Regions from separate parts of the Mus musculus genome. Here regions 2 and 3 are each linked to region 1. The links are chromatin contacts, called in public HiChIP or PLAC-seq and promoter capture Hi-C maps. All regions are on one chromosome and are shown on one strand. Each heading gives the region's core, a stretch centred on a gene start, on an enhancer-like site or on the middle of the called end of the contact. The rest is flanking DNA. Distances are from core to core; before and after follow the strand shown.

The links. HiChIP or PLAC-seq counts read pairs in DNA pulled down with a chosen protein or histone mark. Capture Hi-C pulls out chosen DNA fragments and counts their contacts.
Region 2: an HNF4G HiChIP or PLAC-seq map of pancreatic cancer cells shows a contact between it and region 1. The contact joins the promoter of Usf3 here to the promoter of Tigit in region 1. A contact is called at or near these places in 1 of 39 promoter capture datasets (the 3T3-L1 cell line) and 2 of 115 datasets of contacts at active chromatin or transcription factors (memory CD8 T cells and pancreatic cancer cells).
Region 3: a contact with region 1 is called in a promoter capture Hi-C map of adipose tissue. The contact joins the promoter of Zdhhc23 here to the promoter of Tigit in region 1. A contact is called at or near these places in 6 of 39 promoter capture datasets (the 3T3-L1 cell line, embryonic stem cells, hippocampal neurons and 2 more) and 1 of 9 other capture datasets (adipose tissue).

What each region holds. Positions count from the first base shown.
Region 1 is chr16:43,662,398-43,665,647 of GRCm38.p6, reverse strand. It overlaps Tigit (T cell immunoreceptor with Ig and ITIM domains), which reads left to right and starts at 1,464. Exons shown (of 4, transcript NM_001146325.1): 1 at 1,464-1,624. The coding sequence starts at 1,561.
Region 2 is chr16:44,171,883-44,175,132 of GRCm38.p6, reverse strand. Usf3 (upstream transcription factor family member 3) reads right to left here and starts at 1,736. Exons shown (of 8, transcript NM_001029889.2): 1 at 1,623-1,736.
Region 3 is chr16:43,978,291-43,981,540 of GRCm38.p6, reverse strand. It overlaps Zdhhc23 (zinc finger, DHHC domain containing 23), which reads left to right and starts at 1,732. Exons shown (of 5, transcript NM_001007460.2): 1 at 1,732-2,082; 2 at 2,365-2,633. The coding sequence starts at 2,491. It overlaps Gramd1c (GRAM domain containing 1C), which reads left to right. Exons shown (of 17, transcript NM_001359085.1): 17 at 1-1,191. It overlaps Gm46552 (a long non-coding RNA gene), which reads right to left and starts at 1,668. Exons shown (of 2, transcript XR_001781930.1): 1 at 1,303-1,668.

The DNA of each region.
Region 1 (3,250 bases), core at 215-2,714:
CTGAAGCATCTCTCTGGGCAAGAAGTCTTTAACTTTTCCCTTCTAAAACCAACTCTTAAGTTTTTTGCATTTTCCAAAATGGGACAAATCTACTTTCTTTTGTTTCTACACACATGATACAAAAGCAGACTGTTAATTTTGTAGCCTTTTTCTGGGTTGTGTTCTTCCCACCAGCCCTTGCCCCTGTGGTTTTTCTGTCCAGGTAACCAAGTTTGGCAACTCTCATCATGTCTAGCCCCAGCATTTTACCCTGAATACATATTGGATCTTACTGTTTCTTTGGCTAAAAGGCATTCAGATGTTAAAAAAGTGGTGGAGAGGCTGGCTTTGGTGGTGGTGCATGCCTTAAATCCCATCACTCAGGAGAGAGAGGCGGGCAAGAAGATCTCTGAGTTTTTAAGCCAACCTTGTCTACAGAGTGAGTTCCAGCTCAGTCAAGGCTTCCCAGAGAAGCCCTGCCTCAAAAACAAAACAACAACAACAAAAGTGGTGGAGATGTATTTTTTATGTAAGCCTTGAAGGCTGTGGAGAAGCTGGTAAGTCAAACACTGTCTACAGGTCTAGAGGAGGGGCCTAGGGTGCATGAGTCACTGTGTAGATTTGTGAATGAACAGAACCCAGGATGGGGAGGAAGCTGATCAGAGACAGAGGGACCCTGCATACAGAAGAGAGGGACAGAGGCCTGGCTGTTGAGAATCATTTGTGCACTGGTGGGATGGGCAGGGCATGAGGCTTTGGATGTCCCCTGGTGAGAATAGAGATCTTCAGGCTGTACATCATGGGGCATGGCCAATACAGCTCTGCCAAGAGCCCAGGCGATAGCTGACGGTGTCCTCTCCATCTCCTCTCCCAGTGGCTTTACAGAGACGAACTTTGGTCAACTCTTGAGCGCTGAGCAATTCTTTGCCGACCCTCGTCTCTTCAGAGCTTGTAGGACCTTTTAAATGAAGGAAAGGATGGAGGGAGAAGGGGAAGGAGAGAGAAAGAAAAGATGATGTCCTAGTTTGGTTTCTGTTGCCGCTGCCCTGACAAAAAGTAACTTAGAGGAGAGGGGGCTTATTTTAGCTCACAGGGCCAGGTTACAGTCTGTTACTGTGGCAGGAACTTGAAGCAGCAGGGCAGGGCAGGGCAGGGCAGGGCAGGGGAGGGGAGGGGACTGACTCATCAGAAATACTTCTTCAGAATCCTGTGCGTCACCTACCCTTGAATGCTTTAGATAAAAGTTGGTGTTTCAAAAAGTGCATCAAGAGAACTTAAAAACAACAGATCGGCTGGCTACCCAAGTAGTCAATATACGAGTTGCCCAAGACCCGTGTATCTCTAACCACATGTTTTATTTGTTTTTACAGTGTGTTTCCTTCATGGCCTTTCTTGTGGCTCACCCTATGTGGCTTTGTGTACTTGTTAAGAAAACATTACACGTTTGACACTGCTCTTACCTAAGTCAGTTTTTCCGAGACCCTCTTTTCACCAGCTTGGTTTCACCTTACAGCTGCAGTGAGCCAGTTTCAGTTGGAGGAGAGGCCACATCCACTTTGCTGTAGGCCTCTGGTTAGAAGCATGCATGGCTGGCTGCTCCTGGTCTGGGTCCAGGGGCTGATACAGGCTGCCTTCCTCGCTACAGGTAAGGCTTGCAGACCTAGCAGAGCAGAGACACCTAGCTTGGCACAGACACCAGGATGCTCAGGTAGAGAAAGCTCTAAGTATATGCCTAGGCCTGTATGTATGTCAGCTTCTGTGTATGTATGTGGTTCTGAGGCTCTGTGTGACCACATGGTAAGAGGCAATCGCTGAGAAAGGGATGCATACACGTTTGGGATTGCAGAGGAAGGACTTCATAGATCCTCTGGGTTAGGGACTCTGACTGGACAGCTGTTCAAGAGGGAAGCTGGGGAATAGACTAAGATTGGGAGCCAAGAAATCTCCTGGAAACCCATTTCTCTCCTGCTCCATTTTCTTTTCTGTTTCTGAGGAACTCCTAGAACAATGTTCCAGTTAGTTCTCTGTTGGTCAGAAATACCTGCTTCTCAGATTTTCATAGTCTACCACTAATATGAGAGACTAAATTCTGTTGTTTCTATTCTATTACAAATTGTAGATAAACATTTCTGAGGGAAGGAAACAAAATATTTAGAGACTATACTACAAATTAGTTTAAAGGCTGAACTTATAAGACTGAAGGTAGAGAGGAGCCAAGGTGGGGCAGGCTGGTAGGTAGCAAAGAAGTTGGCTTCATCTAGGAGAAGGCCTTTCTTCCCCTCTTACCTCTCCTCTACTGTCTTCCCTTCCTCTCCCCTCCCCTTCCTTCTTCTCCCTTCTTCCCCTCCCCTTCCCTCCCCTCCCCTCCCCTCTCCTCCCCTCCCCTCCCCTCCCCTCTCCTCCCCTCCCCTCCTATTTTCTATGTTTCCCTCCCCTTCTCTTCCCTTCCATTACTTCTCCTTTCCCTTCTTTCCCTCTTTCTCATTGTCCTCTCTTCCCCTTCCCTCTCTCTTTTGCTTTAGTTTGTTTCTTTGACAGATACATGGTCTTTCTATGTTTCCAAGGCTGGTCTGGAATGCACTATGATCCTCCTGCCTCATCCTCCCATGTACTTGGATTAAAAATATATGCTGCTACTTCTGGCTGAGAAGTAGATTCAAGTTTCCTTTCTCTGTGTTCTCTCTCTCTCTCTCTCTCTCTCTCTCTCTCTCTCTCTCTCTCTCATTTTCCTGACATCCCAAATGCCAATCAAATAGCCCAGTTCTATTTTCAAAACATAGGGCTAGACACAAGGCTAGACTGCTGGAACCTAGAGAGAAGTACAAGATATGTTGGTGTCGGGCTGATAGTCTAAGTGGGAAAGTTAAATAAGTTCATTGAAAGCAATCAGCCACCTAGCCAGGAAGCCGAGCGGAACATCCTGAGCGGACAAAGTGCTAGAAGCCTTGTAGTAAGAAGCCAGACATCTAATAAGACAACATTTAATAATACATCGCATGCAGGGGAAAAGGAAGGGCTTAAAGCTAGGGTCCTCAGGTAAGGAGGAAGCACAGCTCTGACTGATGGGTGAGGATGAGGCAGGTTGGCAGGAGCAAGCTTCAGAAGCAGCCATGGGGAGCAGGATGGGAACAGAGTCCATGGGAAAGGGACCATGGCTGGGGCTTCAGGCCTCGAGTGACAGGCAGAGGAAGAAAAACTCTGGAAATCAATGATGGTCTCTATGGGGGGCACCAGGAGAGACTGCAGACTGTGGACATCTGTTCCTAGAGCC
Region 2 (3,250 bases), core at 487-2,986, 510 kb before region 1:
CAAAGGTAAAGTCTGGGAAGGTGACTGTAACAAACAATCCAGTTAAGAAACCATTGGGCTTGACCACAGGAAGGAACAGCGTGAGATAACATTAAGACCTGGCTTTACTGCCAGGGGTTCCAAGCTTGCTATCTGTGGAAGCTTCTCTTCTAGCTGGAGTTAAACAGTGCGTGCATGTGCATGTGCAAGTGTGTGTGCGCGCGCACATGTGTGTGTTTCATACAAAACTAGCTCACTGTAAAATCTTTTTTAAAAAAACTTCTGTGATGTTCTATAGACGACTAGGGTAGAAAATAACTATTCTAGGTGGCCCTTACCACACTGAATGGAAATGCTTTTGTATCAAAAGAGTTCTACATTTCATCAATGCACAGACTACTACAATCACCAAACTACTAAAGCTAATCTATACAAAAGTCATAATGTTTAGACTACTGCCCAACCTTTTGACATTGTGACACAAACTTGTCTTTACAAGGTTCACTCTCTGGAACCATACAATGAAATTAAGAAAGGAAAAAAAGAAACCCTCAAGGGATTGGATATGTTTTCAATTTTGGGTTGGACCACTTTTATGTTCATTCTGGGTCACAAGTGGCTGTTGGCCTTTGGCATGCTTCTTGATACAGCTTTCATTCACAACTCTTGGCTTCTCAATGAATCTTCCTCAGTTTGCAACAAATACGTTGTGTATTTCCCAAGCAAATGGAAACATAGTATCCATACAGCAAGTCAAGTGTTCTGAGGGAAAGGAAAAGGTCACCGAGGAAACTGTCGGCCCTGCAAAGAGCAGATCTGACTGGCCATGGGGAAAAGCTACTGCAGGGTCCACTTACTCATCAAAGTTTCCTTTAAGACTCTGCCACTGTTACCCATAAAGTCGGCCAGACCTATCATGTTTGTTAATTCACTCAACTTAGTGGTAAAATGTTATCTGAACATTAGTTGGTTTTGGCAGTTAGTTTTTTGTGGTCTCTTATCTACAGATGAGGTCAATAAAAGCAAAAAAGACCCCACAGAGAGAAGAGAACTCTATCCCCAAAATGCCCAACCTCAGCCAAGCGTCCAGAAACCTCATGCTTGTTCAGGAAATTTGAAATCGGACAAGAATGCCATTCGCATGGACCAGTGCTATTCAGAAGCAAAAAGATGGGCTTCTAAAAAGAAAACGTCAGCCTAACTCTCCGACACAGAGGTGAAAGTTACAAAAGCAAGCAGCGAGTTTGACGAGTGGATCAGAAGGAAAGTCAGAAGACAAGTAAAGAGATGGAAGGGATGGCAAAAGGTGAAGGAGGCTAGCAAAGGCCACCCGGTGGGGACCTGGCTGCCCAGCTCTTTATGCACCCAGGACAGCATGGGGCCTCTGTCCGCCGGCGCGCACCGGGAGCAGGGCGAGCTCCCTCAGGCCTGGCACCCAGGGTGCGAGCATGCCGGAGTGAAGAGAGCGATCGCCCCGGGATAGGTGGGGAGTTCTGGGGACCCCAGGAACGAGGGGCACTCAGCCTAGCCCTCACCTCCCGCGGCTAGGAGGGGGTGGGTGGAGCTGAGCCCGGGGCCGCCCCCCGGAGCCGCCCCCGCAGCCGCGGTCCCGGCTGTCAGCGCCCCCTCCCGCGGCCACTCACCCGCCGGTGACGCGCTCCGGGCCACGGCGGCGGCGACCCCCGCCTGGGTCATGGTCCCAGGAGCGGAAGGCAGCGGTGTCTGGCCGTCTAGGCGAGCCTCTGGGTCCGCGGCCGCCCCCTGCTTCTGCGGGGCTGGGGGAGCGCGGGCCCGGGCCCTCCTCTCCCCCCGCCCCCGCCGCCTCTCCTCGCGGCCACCGCCGCCGCAGCGAGCCCGAGCCCTCGAGGCCGGAGACCCGGCGGCAGCACGGCCTCAACTTTCCCAGCCCCCCTCCCCCCGCCCCTCCCGCCCCTCCCGCGGCCGCCGCTCGGCACGCGCACAGCCTAGCCTGGATGCGCCTCGCTCCCGCCCCGACCAACCGGCCGGCCAATCCGGTGCTGGGGAGGCTGCCACCGTGGCCAGTCAGAAGCCGGGATTCCGCTGCGCTAGGCTGGAGGGCGGGAGGAGAAGGAGGGAAAAGCTAGGAGGGAACAGGCCTCGGGCGGCCCAATGACCAAGGCCGGGGGGCGGAGGTGTGCAAGTTGGGTTGAAAGAACAGGAAATATTCTTAAAGGTAGAGTGACAGGCAGAAAGGAAAGCCAGTAGGTGGATGAGAAAGAGGTGGGCCTGGTTCCTTAAAGGGGACGCTTTGAGAAGCTAGGAAAAAAAAAAAAAAAAAGAGGTTTTTAAGAAACTTCCTCGCACCCTGTTCTGTATTATGCTTATGGCAGCTTTCAATGCAAGCGTAGAAATGAAAAAAACTGAAGAGGAGGAGAGTGGCAAAAGATAGACAAGTACCTTTAGCCTGGAGGGTTAGAAGGTGGTAAATGAAGGTGGAAAATCCAGTCCTATGTGACTTCCCTCAGTGCACTATCTTTGGATATTGGAGACTGCAGGAATTCGTATACGGTGGACTCTTGACGTCCTTTATTTGCACGAAGCCCGTTTTCAGAAAGGTTCTGCAGTCCCCTGCTAAGGAAGTGAGTGCGTGGCTTTGGGGGATGGGATTGGAACCTTAAATTTAGGCTACTAGACACCCTTATTTAGGACCGGAGACCTCAGCGTCCTCTAAAGTGCCTTTGGAGCTCTTGAACTATCCAGCTATCTTTTTCTAGTTTTGTTTCATTTCACAAGCCCGCCTCCCCGAGACAGGTGTCTGATTCTCCACCTAGTGGTGGTGAAAGATTTATGAGCTTTTCACAACCAGATATAGCCAATTGGACTGGAACGCAGGGCATAATAGAAATACTACTTGAACCTATGTACAGTAGAAACAGACCTTGCATTGAGAAAAAGGTTAACAGTAACCCCGTTTTATGTTTCCTCCGCACTTTGAAAATCTGTGATAAAATAGGCCCTTACTGTTACTTCAAATTTGGTGCTAATAGGCAGTTTGATTTCTTTTTCACTTCCTTGTCCCATCTGGGCCAGGCCAGTGAGTTTTTTTGTTGTTGTTGCTGTTTTTCGAGACAGGGTTCTCTGTGTAGCCCTGGCTGTCCTGGAACTCACTTTGTAGACCAGGCTGGCCTTGAACTCAGAAATCCGCCTGCCTCTGCTTCCCAAGTGCTGGGATTAAAGGCTTGCACCACCACCCACCGCCCAGCTTGCTAGTGAGTTTTAATTAACTTTTGAATACGTTTGTCATTCCCTA
Region 3 (3,250 bases), core at 483-2,982, 320 kb before region 1:
CTTCCTTGACTTGGCCTCAAGGCCAATGGTCAGACCTTTTGTATGTCCGAAAGAGTCATTGGCCATGTTGTATCTGAATGAAGGGATATATATGTATATATATACACACATATATACATGTACATATATATACATATGTGTGTGCATATATGTATGTACGTATAAGTACCAAAGGTGAGATTATCCTTTATATATCAAAAAGACTGAACAGTAATTTAGGAGAAGGAAGTATATAGGACATCAATGCTCATAATGAACTACTTTCAGTTTTAGAAGTCGTAAGATTATTATAAAATCTGGGCATTCCATGACAGATCAAATTGAGTCCATGAGTAATGCTTAGATTCAGCTTAGCAACACCCATGATAGAGGTGGCCCATCAGGTAGAAAATAATTAATCACTTTTCAGTAGCAGCTAACTTGTCTTGCTGGCAAATTATAAGCTGGACACAAACTTGCACTCAGCAATAAAGACTGGGGGGCATGCAAGCTGACCGGAGTTGAGAGGCGCAAGCTTGGGCTCTCGGGAAAACCACTCAGGCACTTGTGTCAGCACCAGTGGTTTGTGAAAATAAGGACTTGGCGACTTGACTTGAAATTAGCTGCGTCCCCCGGGATTTAGGAAATGTTCAGGACGTATTTATTGTTTTGTTCTCTAGCTGTCTTTCTAGAACACGCACATATATTTATTTTTATTGAATATCCATTGCCTTTAGTCAATGTTTCCTTTCCCTCAGTGTCACCAAAGCCAAATGTCATTGCTAACAATGTTTTTGAGACGCCTGTAGGGAATAAAAATACTGGCTAAAGGGAAGGGTTTCTCTTCATGAATCCTAACTAATCTCCCTGGGGCAGGGGGCTTCGGAGTAATACCTTCTGTTCTGTTCTGTTCTGTTCTGCTTTGTTTTGTTCTGTTCTGTTCTGTTCTGTTTTGTTTGTGATAAGAACATAGGAAGTCTCTGGCTGTGAGTTTGAGTGACTGGATTAGAAACTTCAGATTGTTAAATTTAGAAAAATGTTAACTGTCAAAGTGAATGCTTTTGTGGTTTCTCTTAAAGCACTTCACCATATACCTCAAAGATTACCAACGTCACTTTGTAGATAAAACACTAAATATGTACGTAGAATTAATGAGATCTTAATCTGTTATGTATGGATTGACTTCAATAAAACCGGAAATGTTTAAGTTGTCGTTTTTTCTTCTGTTTCTGCTTAAAACCAAACCAAAACCTAGAAAGCCTGGGGTAGGGAAAACCTGTACGTAGGCCCATAGTTCTTACAGATTTGTGCTGCAATACAAACCCAGAGGGGACTCTCTTGGGCAATTTCATTGCAAATGTGCAGACTACTGAATCAAAAGTACCACCGAGGCCTGGCTGGAAAGCAGCTCCATCCTCCAGGACTCGCGAGCGAGAACAAGTTGGATAAGCCGGGCTTGGGGTCCACAGCGGGCCTCAAGGGAAGGCGGGCGACTCGTGGGGTGGCACCTCTGAAGGCGGCCAAGGTGCGGATCGAACCCCAACGCCTGTTGCCGGCGCTGGAGGACCGCAGGCGACCGGCGGAACTCTGGCGGCGCGCGAGCGCCGGGGTCCGATCCCGCACCCCGGCGGCACCGCGAGGGCCCCGGCGCAGGTGCGAGGTGGCCCGGCCGGAGCGCGGCGGGGGAGGGGCCTCGTGGGCAGGCGGCGCACGTGCGGGCGGCGGGATCCCGGCGCCGGGGGCGGGGCACCCGGAAGCGCGCGCCGACCTGCGGAGCGGCGACCGGGGGCGACTGGCTCGCTCGGCAGGCGCGCGCACCGGCGGTGCTCACAGGTGGGCGACTCCGCCCGGCACTCCCGAGCCTGCCGTGCGGGGTCGCAGGCTCAGCCGCGCCCAGGGGAGTCGGTCCTCCTCCCGGTCCCCGCCTCTGTCGGGAGGGCAGGTAACTTCCCCGCCAAGGTCATTCTCCAGGCCCGCCCACGCCCTCGGAGCGGCGGGTTCGGAGTGGGCTGGACGGGCGACCTCGGGGCTGCTGGGGCTCCTGGCATCCCCGGGCCGGTGGGTGGTTGCAGCGCCAGGGCGTCGCTGCCTGCACCTGCGAGGGTGAGTTTCCACGGCGCGCAGCCTTGGGGTGGGGACAGCCCGGCCCTTTGAGCCGGCACCCTCAGGTGAACTGGGCCGCCCTAGCTCTGCTGTCCCGGGCCGCGTGGTCGGCTGTCGCCATGGGAACGGCTGGTGCCCAGATGTTGCTAGCCTAGCTGGGAAGGGGAGGGGAAGGTGCTCAGAGCCCCAGAAGTCAAGGAACCCTCCTGTCAGGCCACGCGGAGCCCGAAAAGCCTGATGAAAGCAGGACCCTTCCCCCCTTTTCATTTTTTTATTGCTCAGGCGTTGGCGTTAATGAGAAGCAAGGATGTGTTTACAGGATGTGAGTTGAGTTCTTGCCACCTTTACCTTCTGTGAGCTTCTTATGCCTCATGGTGACAGGTACAAATCCGTACACTAAAGGGCAATATGAAGCCAGTCAAAAAAAAGAAAACCGAAGAACCTGAATTGGAGCCCCTGTGCTGTTGCGAATACATAGATCGAAATGGGGAAAAGAACCACGTGGCTGCCTGTTTGTGTGATTGTCAAGACCTCGATGAAGGCTGTGACAGGTAAGCTTACAGTTTCCAGATGCTGACCCCACTGGTTCTGTTGAGACCTACATATGTATATATATTCCTTCAGGTTTGCCGTCCAGAATGCTGAGGTTTGTTCTTGCTATTCCAAAGGATCTAAAATAGAGGATTGGTTTTTTGCTGTCAGGTGTGAGGATTTTAACAGTTTTCATTTTAAAGGATCATGGAGGATAGTAGGGTAGATTAGATGTATATAAGAACGCAATCCAGCACACACACTGCAAGTTTAAATGGACACTCCAGAAAGTTCTGTATTTTCAGTGATCTTAGTAGGACCCATGCATGGGGTTGTTCTCACGTGGTCACATGAACTTGAAGGGTAAAAGATAGCTTCTCTGTTCTCAGTTCACCCTGTATTTCCAGAGAGAGAGGCCATGTACACCTTGTGGGGAGTGACTGTTTTTCTGTGTGTAGCAACACAGTCCTGGTTGGAATATTGTCTTATCTTTGGCCTTTACTTTTACCACAATCTCAGCGATGGAGATTGCTATCTAAAAAGAGAGTTTTTAACCTCTGTTAAAACCAGTTTGTATCAAGCAGCAATAAACTGCTTTTAGCCATTTTTCTAAATATATATATTTTAAACATCTGCT